Linked DNA regions of Capra hircus: region 1 is linked to region 2. Evidence: chromatin contacts called from public Hi-C data. All regions are on one chromosome and are shown on one strand. The core of a region is the stretch at or near the end of the contact, and the rest is flanking DNA. Distances in the headings are between cores, read along the strand shown. Region 1 holds the start of CLOCK (circadian locomoter output cycles protein kaput). Region 2 holds the start of SRD5A3 (polyprenol reductase).

The links. Hi-C and Micro-C count contacts between places; a contact is called where the count stands out from the background.
Region 1: a contact with region 2 is called in a Hi-C map of blood, with 2.5 times the contacts expected there. The contact joins the promoter of CLOCK here to the promoter of SRD5A3 in region 2. A contact is called at or near these places in 2 of 5 Hi-C or Micro-C datasets (blood and liver).

The regions. Positions count from the first base shown.
Region 1 is chr6:71,546,907-71,550,602 of ARS1.2, forward strand. It overlaps CLOCK (circadian locomoter output cycles protein kaput), which reads right to left and starts at 1,300. Exons shown (of 24, transcript XM_018049470.1): 1 at 810-1,300.
Region 2 is chr6:71,349,874-71,353,091 of ARS1.2, forward strand. SRD5A3 (polyprenol reductase) reads left to right here and starts at 1,515. Exons shown (of 5, transcript XM_018049464.1): 1 at 1,515-1,799. The coding sequence starts at 1,579.

The sequences.
Region 1 (3,696 bases), core at 50-2,549, 200 kb after region 2:
GCGACCACTAACGGAACCAGCCCACGGGCGGCGGCGGCCACCGCTCGGACTGCGGGCCGCGGCGCGCGGGCCGGGTGCCGGGAGGGCGGGGGTTCCCCGGAGGAGCTGGCCGTCCCGGCGCCCCATTGGGCGCCGCTCCAAACGTGCCCGAGTTGTGACAGGAATAAAGTGGGTCACAAGGCCTAGCGGGTCCCCAGCGAAAGCCCTCTCCGCACCGGCTCTTCGGCTCTCCCCGCCCCTCTGCCGCTCGAATCGGCCTCAACCCAAGGGCGCGCTCCGGCCACCCGACCCCGCCGCACACCCCAATCCCACCCCTGCCCCGCAGGTAACCCCAGCTGTCCCGAAAGGCCCTTCAGACGGGGCGGGCCTCCACCCCAACTCCCGAGAAAAGACACTCTCGAGCGATAAGCAAAACTTGGGCTTCAGCGCCAGCCCGCCCCTCCCCTGGCCGCCGCCCCCCGGCCCCACACACACCGCCCTCCTGCTCCCCCACTTCCCGGCGCCCTCACCGTGTGGCTTGCGGCGGCTTCGGCTTCTTCCCTCCCCCACCCTGGAGTCCAGCTGCGGCGACTCGGAACCACTAGCCTTGCAGCGTCCTGAAGGCGCTGCGGCTCCCAGCTCTAGCAGCACCTGAGGCTGAGTGGCGCCCCCAACCCACCCCCCAAAAATTCACCGCTACAGCCGCCCTCAACTCCTCCCCCTCCCTTCCCTTCCCCTCCTCCACCGGCACCGGGACCACGCATGCGCCGCTCAGGCAAGCCTGCCGGCGGACGTCAGGCCCCAGGCCCACCCGGCGGGGCGCCACTCACCGGGAGCGCGCACGCGTCGGCGGCCAGATTTCCTTCGCGCTCTCGGTCTCGGGGGTTTCCTTTTTTAAGCCGGTAGCCGCAAGACGAGTCTGTGATTGCGCTCCCTCCCGGCGCATGCGTAGTCAGTGACCCCTGCGGGCTCCGACTGCCGGCGCTTTTCTTTCGTCCCTCCCCTCCTCACTCTCTCTTTCCCCGGTGCGTCTCGGTGCGCATGCGATGTGCCCCGTTAGGCAGCTCGGAGCTGCGATGGGGATCCCGGGCGCCGGAGGAGACTCCTGCTCCCTAGGTCTACGCGTCTGCGCGATCCGCGGCTGCCGCCGGGCGTGCAGGAAAGCCAAGATCCCCCCGGCGCCCCGTTCCTCGCACCGGTTACTGGAAAGCAGGGGAGGCGGGGCCTGGTTAGCTGCGGAGGGTGCGGCCGGTCCCGGGAGTTTTAGATCAGGGTGGCTTTGACTTTTACCCTGGATGCAGGAAGCGAGGACAGAGGAGAGTTTCTTGTACGAGGGATCCCGAAGCCAAAAAGGGGGACCTTCTCTTTCTCGAAAACCAAATCACTTTGCCAATGCCAGGGAAAAAAAAAATCGGGCGGGCGAAAAGAATTTTCCTCCTCATCCAGTGGCATCACTTGCGTTTCGTCTCCTGGGACGGGAAGAGGGCGTTTGTGAAGGTGACTGGCACTCCAGACTCCTCCTCTCTCTTCTGGAAGTGCACTGCTTTAGTCGCTTCTTTTTGGAGAGTGGGCCTGGGGATATCGGACGTGAGTCCTTGGCTGGAGGGCCGAGGCCAAAGAAGATAACGGACGTGCTCCTTTGGAGATTTTTATCTAGCCTTAAGGAAGATGGGAGATAAACCAGGATCCTAGCTTGTACCTTCCTTCCCTTGTAGAAAAACGTGTGAATGTTTTCCCCCTTATCTTAGGGGGAAATTACTTTCTTTGATGGTTAAGACAGTTGGTCCGCAAGGGAAAGCACCTTTCAGTAGCTAAAAATTATTGGGAAAAAGTCTACACTCCTAATTCCTAGTAGTTTTCATATTTTAATGATTGTTCTTTGAATTTGAAACAGAAGCCATTTTTTCTTCTTTCAAAAAAACTGTTGTGACTATAAAATCCTCCCTCAAAGGTAACATTCATCTCAGTGAACACTTTAGATTCTTGCTGTGTACTCAAGAGAAAAAGAACATCGATTGAAATTGAGAAACTATTCAGATCCCTTATCATTCACCAGAGGATTCTATCCGGAATGGGAGAGCGTGGTAGAGTCATCATATAGCAGACAAGATTTTAGTAGACAATTTTTCCTGCTTAGCATTCATTCCCTATTCTGATCATTTCCTTTGGAGAACTATCCTTTCTTCACTTTCAGACCAGGACTCCAGAGGAAAACACATTTGAGTTAATCCTCTACCTTAGTTTGGATTTAACTAAGAAGGTTGATCTCTTTTCCAATGAAGTTAAGTCTGCAAAAATGAAAGCCTGAACACATCTTCCTACTCACAGACTCTGAGAAAGAAGGCAACGTGGAATAAAGCAGGTTCAAAAATGGAGATTTGGCCTGTAGACACATTGGATGCATGGAATCCATTGTGGACTAGATAACTCTGGAAATTTCAGTTAAGTTCAACTTCACTTTCACTTTTCACTTTCATGCATTGGAGAAGGAAATGGCAACCCACTCCAGTGTTCTTGCCTGGAGAATCCCAGGGACGGGGGAGCTTGGTGGGCTACCGTCTATGGGGTCGCACAGAGTCAGACACGACTGAATCGACTTAGCAGTCAATAAATTCTTAACATGTATTCATTGCTTAAACCAGTGAGAAGTTATCTGTCACTTGCCATCATGAATTCTCACAGTGGTAGCAAGAGAGGAAGCAAGATTAATACTGATTAGGAAGATTTCAGTTAGACAAGAGGCTTTGAATGCTTTTCCTAGGATTGGATTTTCTAGAGAAAGTGATCTCTCTTCATATTCTGCATCGTATCTTCAAAAATACCTTTGCCCCTTTTAATGGTTCCATGGTCCTCTTAGTCACTAGAAACACATCATGTTCATCTTTGACTCCTTCCTCTCTCATTTTCTGTATTTAATCATTTACCAACACCTGTTGATAGTCCCGTTTTCTGTTCATTCTTCTGCCACTACTCAAACATTTCCCATGATTCGGTTCACAACTTATCTTTCTCCCCATACTCTCCAAGAAGAAAACTGTACCACATATTTTTAATCACATTTCCAGATTCCACTTTTCCCTAAAACAAAAACCCTGCCTCATAGTTTGTCTCCTAGCCTAAATCCTCTCCTTGAACACAATTTATCTGACTCAAATATTCTGCTCATTTCTTCTTGTCTGCCTAGCTATAATTTAAAAGGAACATTTCCAACTCCATTCCTAACTGGTTTCCACAGTTGATGTCTTGATGGAAGCAACATAGCATAGTGGCTAAAATACAGAATTGGAAACTTACTGTCAGGATTTATCCCAGCCCCACTACTTAACATCTGCATGACTTTGAGTCTGTTCTTCAGTTTCCTCATCTGTCAAATGACGGTAGTAACAATCATGTCTCAGGATAATTGAGAGAAGATAGAACAGGTAGATGGAATGTGTGTGTGTGATAGTACCTGGTACATAAAAAATCCCATATTAGTAGTGGCTATTAATGATGTTGCTTTTTGTGTAGTTCTTACATCTCTTGCTCAATTTCTTCCCCTAGTTCTCTGGGACCCTATGTCCTTTCTGTTTTTTCATAATATCATTCTTATCCACCCTTTCCTTGACGTTCCTACTTTTACTACTACAGTTTCAGGTAAACAGGAACATGGGAAGCTTGGTATGCATAATAGGGAATATATTGTTAGGGTTTTGTTTTGTTTTGTTTTTTTAAGAA
Region 2 (3,218 bases), core at 265-2,764:
AAGAAAGAAGCTCCAAAAAGGCAAGGACATTATCCTGTAAGCCTCTCTGTCCTCAGTGTCCAAAACGATGCCTGTCATGTAACAGTTGTTGCTTAGTTGCTAAGTCGTGTCTGACACTTTGCCACCCCCATGGACTGTAGCCCACCAGGATCCTCTGTCCATGGGATTTCCCAGGCAAGAGTACTGGAGTGGGTTGCCATTCCCTTTTCCAGGGGATCTTCCCAACACAGGAATCAAACCCAGGTCTCCTGCATTGCAGGTGGATTCTTTACCAGCTGAACCAGAAGGGAAGCCCAAGAATAATGCAGTGGGTAGCCAATCCCTTCTTCAGCGGATCTTCCCGACCCAGGAATCAAACCAGGGTCTCCTACATCGCAGGTGGATTCTTTACCAACTGAGCTATCAGGGCTATTTTTTTGGAACTGACACATTTAAGGCTTTAATAAAATATTTTCTAAAAAACTTAAAGTTTCATTTGTCCTAACCAAAAACAATGTTGTTTAAAACTGATGAGCCAATAAAAATAGCACTGTCACTACATGGAAATAAATATAAGAAATGACAGATGGAGTCAAAAACTTTGCCTCTAAGGAGTGGAACTCTAGAAGGAACAGGGCTGCAGTTTTTAAATTTTTACCACTTTCATTTTTGTATTTGCAATTGCCTTTACTTTCTATTTTACTTAAATTATACACATTTCTAACATTCTACTGCTGTCACTTCAGTCGTGTCCGACTCTGTGCGACCCCATAGACGGCAGCCCACCAGGCTCCCCCGGCCTTGGGATTCTCAAGGCAAGAACACTGGAGTGGGTTGCCATTTCCTTCTCCAATGCATGAAAGTGAAAAGTGAAAGTGAAGTCGCTTAGTTGAGTCTGACCCTCAGCGACCCCATGGACTGCAGCCTTCCAGGCTCCTCCGCCCATGGGATTTTCCAGGAAAGAGTACTGGAATGGGGTGCCATTGCCTTCTCCTAACATTCTACTACAACTATTCATTTTTGTGTGTAACCTGCCTTCTTAATCTACATTCATATTAATATAGTTGTTCACAATCATAGCTCTTCATTTTACATTTTAGATTTTTTTCACTTAACCTACAGTTCCAATTATCACAAAGCTTTCCGTGTTTTTACAGTCTCCATAATTATTTTAATGGCTGCATGATATTCCAATGTGTTACTGTACCATAATTTAGCTAAATATCTTAACATGGAACATTCTGGATTGTTTCCATTTCCAATGAAAACAATGCTGCAGCGAAGACTTGCAGTTATGTGGCCTTGTTCGTTCCGCTGCTTTGAATCATACTGTTGAATCATATCTCTGGGGTCCCACCGAAGCACCCCTGATTCACATAGTACACCTACTGCTACCAGCGAGCACCACCAAATTGACCCTAACCAGAAATCCCGGTGGCGGGGCGGGGCCTCCGTCCCAGGGGGCGTGTCCAGGGCGGAGCCGAGCGCGTCCCCGCCCCGCGCTGCGCCCCGACGTCCCGCCTGACTGAGCCCGCGCGCCGCACGCGAGTAGACGGTCTTCCGGGGGCCGGGAGAGCTAGATTGCTGGGCTCGCCAGCTATGGCTACGTGGGCGGGGACCGAGGTCTCGGCGCTGAACCCGCTGCGCGCCCTTTGGCTCACGCTGGCTGCCACCTTCTTACTAACCCTGTTGCTGCAGCTCGTGCCGCCCGGCCTGCTTCCGGGCTGCGCATTCTTCCAGGACCTGATCCGCTACGGAAAAACCAAGGAAGGGGCGCCGCCGCGCCCGGCCGCCTGCCGGGCCTTTGATGTTCCCAAGAGGTAATCGTGCCCGGGCGCGAGTCCTGGTTGCCAAGTCAAGGAGAGCCGGGGGCGCCTGGTTCTAGCTGCCGGCAGGGGGCAGCAGAGGCGGGCACGGGGCCGGCGCGGACCAGATCCGGGAAGCCCAGGCCGATTCCCCGAGGCGGCGTTACCCCGGCCCGCCCGCCCGCAAGTGCACGAGTCTGCTCTGCGGCCCTAGGGGCGGAGTGTCCCGAGACACCGAGGAAGCTGAGCCACGCATACCTCCAGGGGCGCAGGAACGTAAACTTGTGGCCTCAACTTAGCCTTTCCTTCGGGGGAAATGGCTGCGCTTCCAGATTTAGGCTTGGTCCCCAGGTGGTAAAGTCTCCTTTGTCCCTAATTTCGCTTTCCGCCGTCCTGCACTCTAGGGACTCATAACCTAACTTGAGGTCGCCGAGACTCACTAGAAATGAAGGCAGGCCCTCCCTTCTCTCGTGTACCCTGTTTGTCTCCCTCATAGTGAACAGTCAGGACGAAGGGTGAGACGCTGGTCACTAACAGACGCCACCTCCATCAGCCGCACCAAGGCAGGTGCCCCTGAAGAAAGTTGCCCAAGGTGGCACGTTTAGGCAAGCGTGGTCCCTAAGCGCATCGCTCAACAGATTTCATAACTAAGTTAAATGAGAGATTAAATCTTTATGCCTTCAATATAATTGTTGAAGAAATTGTAAGGCTTATTATAGTCCGGGGAGTTTTTTTTCATGTGTTTTCACTTTAAATTTGGAACATAACTGAGAAGAGTGGGCCAAACACTTCTTGATGGTAGGTATATAACAGTGGCGTTTTTTTGGAGATGCAGCCTAAGTTGGCGTTCAGAAAGGAGTATGGAGAAATGTGATAGGGTTTCTGGTGTACTAAAATACCTCGATTATCGCTTAAACGTCAAATAGGCTGTTCCCCAGGTCTGCAGATGGGAACGGGTGTAAGTAAACTTGGCTTCCCATTTCTGACTGTTGGAGAAATACTCGCCAGATATAACATTGAGAAGCGACCGCTAGGTCATTTTGGGCAATGAGGCCCTGGGAAGAAAAGCATATGCCTGTTAAGTCACTTCAGTCGTGTATGACTTTTTGCGACCTCTTGGACTGTAGCCCGCCAGGCTCTGTCCATGGGGATTCTCCAGGCAAGAATACGGAAGTGGGTTGCCATTCCCTTCTCCAGGGGATCTTCCCGACACAGGGATCAAACCCACGTCTCTGTCTTCAGCACTGACAGGCGAGTTCTTGACCACTAGCGCCATCTGGGAAGAAGTAGATGCTTCAAACACTGTGATTAAACCTGTTTCTTAGAGGCTCTTTTTAAGCTAAAATGTCCTGTCAACCCTATTTTTAATCAGGATTTGAATATAGTAAGTACTTTTATACTTCAGAGCAGGGACATTCCTAGATTGTCAATTTT